Regions from separate parts of the Mus musculus genome. Here regions 2 and 3 are each linked to region 1. The links are chromatin contacts, called in public Hi-C and HiChIP or PLAC-seq maps. All regions are on one chromosome and are shown on one strand. Each heading gives the region's core, a stretch centred on a gene start, on an enhancer-like site or on the middle of the called end of the contact. The rest is flanking DNA. Distances are from core to core; before and after follow the strand shown. Region 1 holds the start of Cemip (cell migration inducing protein, hyaluronan binding). Region 2 overlaps Arnt2 (aryl hydrocarbon receptor nuclear translocator 2). Region 3 overlaps Tlnrd1 (talin rod domain containing 1).

What was found. A called contact is a pair of places that touch in the nucleus more often than the background predicts. HiChIP or PLAC-seq counts read pairs in DNA pulled down with a chosen protein or histone mark.
Region 2: a Hi-C map of bone marrow-derived macrophages shows a contact between it and region 1, with 38 read pairs. The contact joins the enhancer-like site here to the promoter of Cemip in region 1. A contact is called at or near these places in 13 of 39 promoter capture datasets (the C10 cell line, the HPC-7 cell line, cranial neural crest and 9 more), 2 of 15 datasets of contacts at CTCF or cohesin (the NIH/3T3 cell line and large pre-B cells), 64 of 484 Hi-C or Micro-C datasets (the AML12 cell line, B cells, CD8 T cells and 43 more), 25 of 115 datasets of contacts at active chromatin or transcription factors (CD8 T cells, the NIH/3T3 cell line, a beta-TC-6 cell line and 16 more) and 3 of 9 other capture datasets (adipose tissue, liver and pancreatic islet).
Region 3: a contact with region 1 is called in an H3K4me3 HiChIP or PLAC-seq map of embryonic stem cells, with 19 read pairs. The contact joins the enhancer-like site here to the promoter of Cemip in region 1. A contact is called at or near these places in 1 of 39 promoter capture datasets (embryonic stem cells), 1 of 15 datasets of contacts at CTCF or cohesin (the NIH/3T3 cell line), 2 of 484 Hi-C or Micro-C datasets (cerebral cortex and embryonic stem cells), 6 of 115 datasets of contacts at active chromatin or transcription factors (the NIH/3T3 cell line, embryonic stem cells, extraembryonic endoderm stem cells and 2 more) and 1 of 9 other capture datasets (adipose tissue).

Annotation. Positions count from the first base shown.
Region 1 is chr7:84,083,965-84,088,095 of GRCm38.p6, reverse strand. Cemip (cell migration inducing protein, hyaluronan binding) reads left to right here and starts at 1,591. Exons shown (of 29, transcript NM_030728.4): 1 at 1,591-1,838.
Region 2 is chr7:84,248,559-84,252,625 of GRCm38.p6, reverse strand. Arnt2 (aryl hydrocarbon receptor nuclear translocator 2) reads left to right here. Exons shown (of 19, transcript NM_007488.3): 18 at 1,124-1,260; 19 at 2,472-4,067. The coding sequence ends at 2,570. The region is part of intron 2 of Gm26708 (predicted gene, 26708); the gene reads right to left. All of the region lies in intron 2 of LOC117997403 (a long non-coding RNA gene), which reads right to left. Among named protein-coding and RNA genes, the nearest start is that of Gm26708, 18 kb to the right of the region's middle. Within about 2 kb of position 2,110, at least 13 of the 459 cell types and tissues checked have an H3K27ac peak or open chromatin away from gene starts, as enhancers often do. A contact at or near this core is called in bone marrow-derived macrophages, where this site is marked.
Region 3 is chr7:83,876,555-83,880,654 of GRCm38.p6, reverse strand. It overlaps Tlnrd1 (talin rod domain containing 1), which reads left to right. Exons shown (of 1, transcript NM_030705.4): 1 at 1-160. Among named protein-coding and RNA genes, the nearest start is that of Tlnrd1, 5.7 kb to the left of the region's middle. Within about 2 kb of position 1,889, at least 85 of the 459 cell types and tissues checked have an H3K27ac peak or open chromatin away from gene starts, as enhancers often do. A contact at or near this core is called in embryonic stem cells, where this site is marked.

The DNA.
Region 1 (4,131 bases), core at 342-2,841:
ACTGCAAGGACTGGATAGGCACTTTATAAGGAGGTAGGTCTCAGTTTTATTCTGCTAGAAAGGGAGAGCAAAGAAAGGAAGCTTGCTACCAGACCCCGTTGATGGTATGCTTGGAGTTCAAAGGCAAACTGAGACTCTTGATCTTTGGTTCCAGCTTTCTAGAGAAGATCTGGGGTGGAGTGCTGTGCTTCCCTGGTTCCAACACATGGCCCAAAGGCTGCTGCCCAGAGGACCTAGACAGGGGCTTCCAAAGTCTCTGCCATAGACTGGCCCTAAAGCCTGCACTGAGATTCCTAAAGCTGGTGGGCACTGCCTAGAATGAAGACCCTCTCGCACAGCAGTGAGCATAGGACATTGGCAGGCAGGAAGAAATGTGTACTTGAGAACTCTCATTAACCAGAGGAGGGAGCTGAGCAATAAGTCTCAAAGAGGGACAGCATATAGAATTGCAACCAAAGCTGTCATCTTAGAATTAAAATGAAATGGAAAAAAAAATCCCCAGCACCTTTCACCCTTTTTGCCAGGGTCAGAGTGGATAGGTAGCTGGTGCTCAGGGCACCCAGTGTTGAGGAGATGCTAGATGCTCTGGGTGGGCTTACTTATTCCTATGGCAGAGGATAACTCACTGGTGGCACTGTCTTGTTTTGATCCTTGAGAACATTGTCCTGTCCAGGCACAGACTACATGCAGGATAGCAAACACTTACTATGACTTAGTACCCACAAAATCTCACTGAAATCCTCTCTCCAGGCTCATGGGAGCCCAATGGTGAAGTCCCTTGTTTATGGTCAAGTAACTGGCATGTGCAGAAAACTGACACATGTGAAGAAGTAACTCTACTATCCGTGTGTGTGTGTGTGTGTATGTGTGTGTCCCCTAAGACAGAGGTCAAGCTGCTTGGAGTGTTATTTGTTTTTGAGACCGGGTATCTCTATTTTACCCGGACTGGCCAGCAAGCCCCAACAAGCCACCTGTCTCCACCTCCCCAGCTCTGGAATTACAAATTAGGGCTATTGCCCACCCAAGGCATTTTTATGAGGATTCTGGGAACTGAACTCTGTTTTTTCAAACCTGTAAACATCTTAGCGGTCATCTCCCTAGCTTTCAAAACAAGATCTTCTCTAAGAGACCTCTAGACCTAGGCGATCCTGGATTCTGTTGCTATGTTGGCTTACAAAAAGTGTTACGGGTTTGAAATCTAACAGCCTGAACGTAGAGTGGTGGCGACTCTGTCAAAATCTCTTTTTTCTGGCTGACTGTCCCTTGGGGAGGCCACTGGATACAAGCTGCGCTTCCATCACTAAGCCCTCGGAGGTCCGCAGCTTTCGTCCTAGGCTCCAGCGCCCTCACCTGGTGGCCACGGCTTGTCCCGGCGGCGGCTCTCGGGCTCAGGTCTGCGGCTCCCGGAGCGGCCGCCAGAGCCCGCCCGGGTCCAGCCCCGCAGGCCGCCCACCGCGGTGAGTGGGAGGACGCTGCCCAGAGACAGGGGTGGGACAGGGGGGACGGGATGAGTGCGGGCGCCGGGGGCTCTGGTGGGGAGGAGTCAGGCCCGGAAGGCGACTATAAAAAGCGTCGGCTCGGGCTGGCAGCTCCGAGCTAGCTACTAAGCCAGTGAGCGCGCGGAGTCGAGCGAGGAGCGCCTTCTGCGCTGAGTGGCAGTGGTCTGGTGCTGCTGGAGCACTGTGCCGAGTGAGGTCGGAATCTGCACCCCACTTTCCGCCAGCTCCCGTCCCACTTGCTTACGCTCAGGAGCTCAACGCGTGGGATCAGATACTAGACTACGGGATGCTGCACTCCAGATCCCCGAGGCGTGGCAGGGTCTCGGTCATCAACCTGAGGTAAGAGGACCGGAGCTAGGGCGCGAGGGCTGCTTGGGTTAAGCTATGGGGAGGAGAGGAGAGACCGGATCCCACATTCTCCCCTCTGTTAGGTAGAACGTTGCCCTCCATCAGTCTGATTGTCCAGCCTATTATTCTATGCTGTCTACCACTGTCTGTCTGTCTGTCTGTCTGTCTGTCTGCCTGCCTGCCTATCCATGAATATATTGGTGGGCACACGCCTCCGCCACGGTCCTTCGTCTCTGAAATCTTTACAAATGTCAGGTGTTGGGGACACCATCGTCCAGGAATGTATTCGACGGGAGGTGGATTTCTGTTTTGCTTAGTTTGTGCCCCTGTGAATGGCACCAGATGTTCACACAAACAACAGTGTCTAATCGAAGAGAGATGGCCCCTAGGCAGGTCTCGCAAGGAGCCCGGTGCAGGGAACGCGCTTACCGTGTGGCTAATGGTGAGCTTCGCAAGACTGTACCTTGTCGCTACCACGTAGGCAAGGTCTCCTGGGTTCCCTAACCTGCCTCTGCCCTCCCAGTGATACGCTGGCACCGGGCTGGAGGAGATGATCTGATGTTAGACGACCTCGGTGGCCTCTGCTGTTATTTAAACAAACACTAAGCCTGGCAGCGCTGCAGGGACATTTGGTGGCCCCTGGCAACAGACAGCATCTGCAAGAAGGGTCTCGCTAGATTGACAGAAAAACCAAGGTCTCCATAAGGCACAAGACTGAGTTGTCCACGGTTCTCAAGCTCTCCGCTCTGGTTCGGTGACATCTCGGAATGAACCCCAGAGAATCCTTGTGCTCTTGACCGAGCGTTGTGCCGGTGTTCCCCAAGACTGGACACTCTACCCGCCCCAGGTCTGAGGTTCTCAGTCCTGCTCCGAGCAGCCAACTCTGCCCACAGGTAAGACCTTCTCTTTAAAACCAAGCTTTTGATGTGAGAGCCACGGCTTGGCTGAAGCCTGTCCAGGAGACCGTGAGCCAGGGAGTCATTTCCATCTCCGCGGTCTGGAGAGGGACCCTAAGGCGCGCCCGCGGGCGGGGAATAGGCTGCTCCGCGTGCCCAGGCTCGGCGCCACCATGGACAGCTCCCAGCTACTTCCGCCACTCGGGGCCTGTGGCCCTGAGTCTGGTGTGTTCAGGCACCTCCCTCACTGATTAAGGTGTTCAGACACTAGGAAGGTAGAGAGGGACTAACAGTCTTGGGGACCTAGGCATTTTTTTCTGGAGGCACTAACCACTCAGGAGGGAGCCTACTTTGCCGGAGGCTGTGGTTTTCTACCAGGTCCCAGCAGAGCTTGCATCTTTTTCTGTGTAGCCCCTTGATGTCACTAGGGGCTTCCTTTATTCTTATGTGACAACATGGAGATCCCTCAGAGGTGAGACAGGTGTGAAACTTTTGTTCTATGACCCAGACAATGAGGTAAAAGTATATATAATTAGATACAGAACTAAACTGCTTTCAGTGCACGGTGTAAGGTCAGTTTTGTAAAATTAAACAATGTAATAATATGATAATGAATCAATACTTTAGTTTCACAGTTTATGAGAGAATGGAGAAAAAAAACACATTTAAAAAATTACGAAGGAAGTGTCTGAGTGGGTGTATAAAGCAGCCATGCTCTTTCTGATCCTAACAGTGTCCTCTAAAGCTGGACTCTTGAGGAAGCTTCCAAAGGCTCCACATAGCCGTAGCTGATGGATGGTTCAAACTGACTATCTGGGAACAGAGTAGGGATTATGTCCTTCTTTTATTAAGAAATGATACGGGATGGGATCTTTTGTCAGTACTACCTACACTCAAATACAGAAATGTGTGTCTCTTTATTTTAAAAACTGCAAGAAATCAGGTCTTTCCTGCTTGTGACTGAAGCATACATATAATAAATAGTTACAAAAAGAGAAAGGAAAGGAGAGAGGGAAAGAAAGAGAGAAACAGAGAGATCTGTGACTTCAGGAAAGTCAACTTTTTTTCCTCCCCTGTAACTGGGGGCAAGCGGAATCGCTCGGTAAGTGGCTGAAATTACCAGTATAAGGCAAAGCATTTAAGTCCAGTGCTGAGCACAGAGAACTCTGCTAGAATGATCCAGATTACAGGTGCATTTCCAAGTGCTGCGCATTTTTCTGAAATGCTTACCCGCCCCCTGTCCCCTTTCTTAGCCCAGTAACTGGTTGGGATTGGTTCTACCACCTTGTTATTTTCACATTGGTGAAAGTGCTGAAGGAAGAGAAGTGGAAGGATTTTTACGAAAGACAAATCAGTTCACTGTTTCCCTACCTGCACGACTTGGAGCA
Region 2 (4,067 bases), core at 861-3,360, 160 kb before region 1:
ATGTGAAGGACACCATCTAAGACAGGGTATGGCAGGCCATCTGAGAGAAGGCCAAACTCAGGCTAGACCCTAGGATCACATTTCCTTGGGACGGTGAGGTAACCAAGAAAATGCAGGAGCAAAGGCCAGCCAAGGAAACATAGTGGCAGGGCCAGTGAGGTGACCCAGTGGGGAGAGGACATGCTGCACAAGTCTGGTGACCTGAGTTTGGTCATTCCCAGAACTCACAATGGAGGTACTGGCATCTGCTCACACACCTACATGTGCTTGCTAATAAATTCTATTTATTTCAAAAGGAAAGAGGGGAGGGCATGAGGAAAAGGAGGTGATGGAATGTGGCTGCCAAGTACTGCCAGTAGGTAGGGTTACCAAGACATGAAGAGAAGAAGATAGAAGCCACACCCGAGACACCCTTGGCTATCTATAGACAGTGTCACTGTCCCAGGAGGGTGGGGCAGAGCCCTGTGGATCTGGGTGTGGGTGGCAGTGGAACTCAGAACACAGCAGGAACAATGAGTCTAAAGGAAGGCACTATAGTGCAGCATGACATTGAGGGAACAGAGACTCAGCAAACCCTGTAGTGGAGTCAGTGAGGGAGAGACAGGAAGAGAAAAGGAAGCCCTGCCTTCAGACTGAGCAGGCAAGGAGGTGGTTGTTCCAAGTGTGAAGAGCAACAGCTGAGCTTGTCTTCTACACTTGACACACACACACATGCATGTGCTTGTGGACACACTCAATATCCTCTTTAGCTAAGTCCCTAAAATAATTTAGGCAAATTTCTCACTCCTAGTTTCTGTTTTGAGGCCACCATGAGCAGCCACGGGAACATAGGGCGCTATGAGGATGGAGCATGAGTCACCTGACAGGCTCATTCTAAAAAACAAAACTATTCTTTCTGGTCACTCACACTTCACAGGGCTTCCTCCAGTATTTGCCCCTCAGCTTATTCTGTCAGGAAGGAGGAGGCCTGTTTGATAGGGACGTGCCATTCAGGAGTGTAGAGCCCTTGAGAGGCACTAAGATGGGAGAAATGGCAGAATGTGACAGCCAGGTCCCCCAGTCTTAGGTTCCCAGAACCACATGATGAATTTTTTTTAAGTATCCTGTCCGTTGGGTATTTCAGCTGAGAGTGGACAGAGTGGCGGGCAGTTCCAGGGCCGGCCCTCGGAGGTCTGGTCCCAGTGGCAGAGCCAGCATCACGGACAGCAGAGCGGTGAGCAGCACTCGCATCAGCAGCCTGGCCAGACTGAAGTGTTCCAGGTAAATCCAGCGAGCAGCGCCTTCTCGTAGGTGTAGGTACCTGCGCCTTCTCTGCTTCCTTATGCCTCTTTCTGCACCTCTGCCTGCCCTGCCCGGTAGCCAGCAAGAGATCCCACCAGCCTGCAGTATGGGGAGCCCACAAGTAGAAGGAAGGTCTTGCCCTGCCTAGCCAAAGCCTTCAGATACACAGGAAAGGCACAGGGGCCGTCAGCCTTTCAGCTGTACTCTCACAGCAGAGGCTGCATCCTGGATCATACACCCAAAGTTATCCAGTACAGATGTATGGAGCGAAATACAGAAGGGGGGCTTACCCTGGAGCAGGGCCCATGCCCATCTAAGAGCTAAAGACCCTCAGGGCTCACCATGGGCAATATACACAGCCTCCCAGAGCTGCAGGTACCTAGGGGCTTGATTGCCTCAGCCTGTCATCTCTCCACTATGGCAACCAGGAAGAGGGACTCCCATCCCCAGACCCTTAGCCCACGGCAGCTGGGCCAGTGCTCAACTCTCTAGGCTAAGGGTCTAAGGCTACTTCCAGACCTCCACTACTAAAGACTTGCCTTGCTGTTCTCAAATCCTAACACTGACCAATCTTAGTATGCTGGTGACAAGGACATGACCTTACCTATCATATAGGACTCAGCCTCCCAGGTTTTCCTGGAACATTGTAAGTGCAGGTATGAGCCTATTAAATCCCCTCAGCTAGAGGTGGGCCTGCCCACCCAGTCTTTTAGCAGCAGCCCAGACTCCACTGGGGGACTCCCAGAGAGCAGACAAAATAACTGACCTTCCACTCTGGGATGGCATCACCCCGACAGGCCACTGTGCCCAAACCACAAATGCTCAGACTCCTGCTTGGTCGGCGGTCATATGGCTGTCCAGTCATAATTTCTGTTGTAGCTTCTGCTTGCCCAGCCAGGGGAGGGGGTGGGGCTCTTTCCACCCTTGGGCCCGGTTTAGCTTCAGAAAAAGGTTTGTATTCTAGCGCTGTCTACCTTCAGCATAACACTCCCCAGAAGAGCAATTCCCAGCAGGGTCGGGTATTGAAGCCCTCTGAAGAGCAGCCCTGTATACAAGGCTGTGCAAAGGAACACCTGCTCACTAGAGAGATGGTCAAGGGGATCAGTCAGTGGCAGGCTGGACTCCGGGACAAGGGCAGGCTCTGGGTGAGGTCACTGACCCCTGGGACTTTCTGTTCTTCTCCTCTCCAGGACATGCTACCCATGCCGGGCGACCCGACGCAGGGGACTGGCAACTATAACATCGAGGACTTTGCTGACCTGGGCATGTTCCCTCCATTTTCTGAGTAGCTTCAGGCAAAGCCAGGCTTCTACTGCCCAGACGCTATTATCATGCCATAGATGCCCATGTTCAAAGAGGGTCCCCCTCACCCAGCTTGCCCTGCTGTAGAACCCCCAGAAATCTCCCTTATTCCCCATCCTCCCTGGACATGGCATCACCTGGCTCTAACCCACAGCCCTGGCTTCTTGGGTTTGGGATCTTTGTATTTATTGTACTTTATCTGTGTGCTCGGAAGGGGGCCGCCAGGGTCTTAAATCCCATTGTGAATAATCTATTAATGGACAATTTGCACCCATCAAGTGTTTGCTTGATCCACAATGGCTGGCAGTACCAGCAGGTCTGCCTGGTGCAGAAGCTGGGTTTCTTTCTGCTTTTTCACGGCTGCTGCCTCGGAGGCTTGGTGTCAGAGTGAAAGGCAGTGACCTCTGCATTCTGTGCTGGAGCCAGGAGCACAGGATGGGAGTCTCCCACACTAGCTGTCCTTGACGGCCTGGGGCCAGGTGTGCTTTAAACCTGAGAATCAACGTTGTGGCTTGGTAGATGTACTGTGGCGTGTTGGTGTGTGTGGCCAGTGAGAGTGAGAAGCCGTCCCCATTCAGCTGCATTTCAAAGGAAAGCGTGACTGGGGCCTGGGAGCTGGGCTGACTCCCTGGAAGCCAGGGCTGGGGAGCTGCCCACTCTGTAGTCAGTTCTTTGGTCCCCTGCCCTTTTACAGACATACTTTACTTCTTAAAGTCTCTAGTCCTTCTGTCCTATGCGAGCACTCACGCTTCTCTTACTAAGCCTGAGGGACAGTGTCCTGATTCCATAAAGGTCACTGCATCCTCCCTGCTCTGCATCTGAGCAGAGCTGTTTTCTGCCCAGCGCCTTCAGAAAGTCAGACCCAGTCCTCCTCTGTACAGGGTTAGGATACCTCGACTCTAAGTGTCCCTGACACCTTCTGCTCAGTAACTTGGAAAGAAGATGGGGCCACACTCTGGGTGGAAAAGGGTGCCTTGGGCCACCTGAACCTCTGTCCTCATCAGGCAGGAGAGGCAAGGGTACCTCAGGGCAGACACAGCCAGGCGCCTGTGAGGCCAGAGACTCTGTTCTGCCCAAGCTTCTACAAAGACCTGAATTCCTCAGTGGTCTTAAGGTAGAACTATGAACTAACTTCTAGAACAATGGTTCTCAGCCTGTGGGCTGTGTTGGGGATGCCAGACAACCATTTCACAGGGGCCGCATATCAGATACCCTGCATATTAGGTAGTTACAAACGATACATACATAACAGTAGAAAATCACACTTATAAAATAGCAATGAAAATGATCTTACGGTTAGGGTCACCACTACATGAAGAACTATATTAAAGGGTCACAGAGTTAGGAAGGTTGAGAACCACTGTTCTAGAAGTGTCTTGCTGGCTTATCTCTGACATCAGAGTCCCTGTGTCAGTCAGATTTAAAGAGCTTCAGATTCCACCCATTCCACCCTGCCCCTCCCTCACTCCATGTGCTGCTCTGAG
Region 3 (4,100 bases), core at 640-3,139, 210 kb after region 1:
CCTTGAAACCTGGATGAGCCACATGCGCAAAAAACTCCTGTAGGCTTTCAGTGTATCATTTACTTTTTCAGGGGGTTTTATTGTGCTTAAACCTTTCCAGTGCCCACAGATCTGAAAAGTTGTCACCATAAAATGTTAGCAGCAAAATGAAATTTAACTTATAAAATCAATTTTTCCCACACTTTCTAAAAAAAAAAACTTAAAGTAATAGTGTGTATACATTTTATTTTCAATGGTCAGAGCAAACCTGGCTGTTGCTCACACCTCTCATTTCAACACTTCAGAGACTGAAGTCGAAGTCTTGCCATAAGTCTGAGGCCAGCATAGACAGTTGGTGTCTCAGCACAGCAAATATGCATTAGGAATTAAGTGAGAAATGGTCAAAGGAGCAGTTGTTTTCTCTAATTAGATCTTGCAAGAGTTATAAAGTAAAATGAAGTGACCTTGGGTATGCTCCTACCCCCCCCCCCCCAGTTCTTTTGTAAAGTTTAGTCTAGATCAGCTGCAGGTAGATTGGCAAGAGGGCTGCCAAAAGAAGTCCTATGTACACATGGAAATTATTTCTATTCGTTGGGTTTACACAAATGATAAAGTCTAAATTTCCTATGGTTCCTTTAGTCTGCAGATATCACAGAGTAAACTGAAAGGAATTAAGAGCCAGAAGAACTAATCCTTGAAGAACTAATTTTAAAACTGCAAGCCAAAAGGCAAAAAGACTTGCCCTATCTCCTTGCATGACATTAACTAGCTAGTCTCCACATTAAATTTGAAACTGCTCTTTCTCACAGAGTTTCTCACAGTTGTCTCAGTGCTTGTGTATGTGATAGGGGTTGAGTGCGGAATGTTAAAAATCTCTGTCCTTGAGAAATGTGATATTTAATTTCTTTTTTTGGTTTATAAGGGTCGGGGTTTGTCTGACAGTAGGTGCCTTGAAATTTTCTCTGTCTTTTCAAGCAGGTTTTTAGAAGCCAGAGTGAGTAGCACACAGTTCCGTTCTGTGTGTGTCTGCAGTGCCTGGTTAGGGACTTGGGCACTGGTCTTTGGCATTCTAATTTCCTTCCAATATATTAGTTGCCAAACTTCTCTTTTAAATAATCCTTGATTTTTTTTTTTTTAAAGAAGTACATCAACCTATTTCATAATAGGCTGTAATGAGGTCAGCAGAGTTACTGGTTCCAGAAATAAAATCAGAACGGCCTCATTCCACTCAGCCTTCTTTTTATAAATATGTAAATTAAGCTTCACCACCACTAACTTCAGTCCAACCCTGGGTTCTTCTGACTTTTCTGGGTCAAGGTTTGTAAGTCAGGTTTAATGCAGAGTCCTTTCTGACCAAGAGATGCCAAGAACCTCCTTAGGCATGCTAAAGAGAAAGACAGAAAACCAGCTAAAACCAGCTAAGTTCCCCGAACAAAAGCCATTGTCTATGACAGTCAACCGAAGGAAATGGGACAGAGCAGGCTTTCAGGCATGACCAGGGGGAAAAGAGATCAAAACAAGACAAGAAGCCTTTCTTTGTCAGTTTAAAGTTTGGGCTTTCTTATTCATCCTGAGTTCTTGGTAAGAATGCAAATCAATCTCTCTCTCTCTCTCTCTCTCTCTCTCTCTGTGTGTGTGTGTGTGTGTGTGTGTGTGTGTGTGTGTGTGACTGTCATTCTGGAAACATCAGTTAACGGCTGAATGGTAGTTATTTTTCACTTTCCTTTTAAAGCTGGTATAGGGGTCTGAGATATTTTGCAGTTTGAGACAGCTAATTTTAACAGGAACACCTGTTTTTTTTCTGAATGAATGTGACTGGTGAACAGGCAGAATGGCGGGGGTTGGACAGAGGACCTCCAGAGTTAGCAACTGAGCAGTGCACAGAGACTGAGAGGACTTGGAGAAGAAATCCACAGACTTAGCACCTCTGCCTGCGGCTGCTGCCTGGCTTGACCTTTGACTCTAGTAGCTGAATGAGTTCTTAAGGAGACCTGGGTTTTAAGGGCAGATCCTCTCAGCGCTTGCTTGATTATTTACTTTGGGTATCTGTGACTAATTGGTCCAATTTGCTTAAGCAAAGTTTCTGGGAGTGATCTGCTTCCCCCTACAATGATAAAGGCTCAAAAACTGTAGTTGTCTAGATATAAGGAAACGCCGCTTTTAGCAGGGGCCTCTGTGATTGAGGTCAGTTTAACAGAATTGGGGTCAATTTAACAAAGCAGGGAGCCCATTAAGATCAGAGGCTATAATGCCTGGCATATATGTATTTTGGTTTTGGTTTTGGTTTTTAAATGAAACTAATAAAATGCCTGCAACAAGATTACATAAGCAAGTAGTGAAATAGTTCCTGTAGGTGGAAGTTATAATGGCCATTTACTGGGCCAAAAGGCAGTGGGAGCCAACTAGGATACAGACAGCTGTGAGTGATGCCTTGCTCTGGACTCAGTACTGCTGTGTGGTCCAAGGACCTTCAGCACCAGCACTATTCTGGATGCCACCTCAGCTTTGTTCACTAGAAGCTGCTCTGTGTTGTATCAGGCTCTCCAGGTGACTGATGCATGCCCAGGTTGGAGCCTCCCTGCCCTATAAAGTATGCAGGTTTCTTTTTTATCTTTAAATCCAGAATACACCCCTTGTGTGTCAGGAGGCTATATCATTTCTATGAGCTTCCCCTTTGCTCTGGTGTCCTTTTCTCTTGGACATTGTGAGCTTAAACCTAAGTCTTTGTATGTGGCAAGCAAGTGCTCTGCCACTGAGGTATGTCCTCAGGCCCGAGGAACTCTTAGATTGATCTTTGAGGGTGTGTGTGTGTGTATCTGATGTGTGTTGTGCTTCATGTGTATCTGATGTGTGTGTGGATGCAACCGTGCACATGCCACAGTTTGCATGTGGAGATCAGAAGACAGGTTTGAGAATTACATCATCAAAATTGTGTAGTAGTACTCTGGGAGCCATCTCTTTAACTTGAGAATTGAGCTCTCTCTCTCACGCACTCTTTCTTTCTATCTCTCCCTCCCCTTTCTCTCTGTGTACATGTGTGCATGTTTATCTAAAGTACAGAGTTCTCTTCCCTTTATGCTTTGGAAAGAAACTGAAACAATACAACATAAACCAGCAAACTGACTTTATGTTCTTACATATTATCTCTTGTGCAAGGTGAATTCAAAAGAAAAAGTCAACCTGTGAGCTCTTTGACCAACCAAGAAAGAACACTTCACTTCTGAGTTTATTTACTATTTTGTATAATTTTTTTTTAATTTATGGGTATGAGTTTTGCATATCTGTGTACTATGTGCATGCCTAGTGCCTCAGAAGGTCAGAAGAGGGCGTTGGATCCCCTGGAACTGGAGTTATGGATATTTGTGAGTCACCACGTGGATTCTGGGAAGCAAACCTGGGTCTCCTGAGAGATCAATAAGTGCTCTTAACTGCTGAGCTTTGCCTCTAGCCCTGGCTACTGAGCTTCTAACACATACTCACAAGCAATGTATGTACAGACCGATTCCAACATGCACTGCAGGAAATCTGTACTGCAGTATGTGATACACCCAGAAGATAGGGTGATCAACCTTAAGAGCTAGAGTTGCCTTTTAAAAGACTCACTCTTCTTGGGATGGTGGCATGAGTGGGTGTGGGGACCAGAAGCTGCTACTCACATGACATATTACTGAGAGGGTACCCAGGATCTCAGTCATACCCTGGCCCTACCCCCTGCCTTGTAAGAACTGCTCTTTGGCACCTTATCCAGGAGGCCCTATTCACGTTTACCCAGGGACACTTCTGTGGTAACGTGAGGTAGCATTGACTGAGTCCTGGCTTTTTTCTGAACTGTGGTAACTGAGGCATTTGCTATCCTTATTTCAGTCTTTAGTTTACAGACCACTTTCACTCATAATGTGTCCTTGGGTCCTTAGAGCACTCTTGGGAGGAGGTAGGTATTACTCACTGTGTCTGTCCTCCAAACATTTGTGCCTCTGTTTTCCCGTTGTAAAAACTAAAGCAAATATTTACAGTGAACTCCATGAAGCGGAAGACCTTGTGATGGACTCCACCAGAGTAACCCCGTCTACCTCCCTGAATGTTAGGTTCACGTCGGTTTTCCTTGACATTCTTGCCTTAAC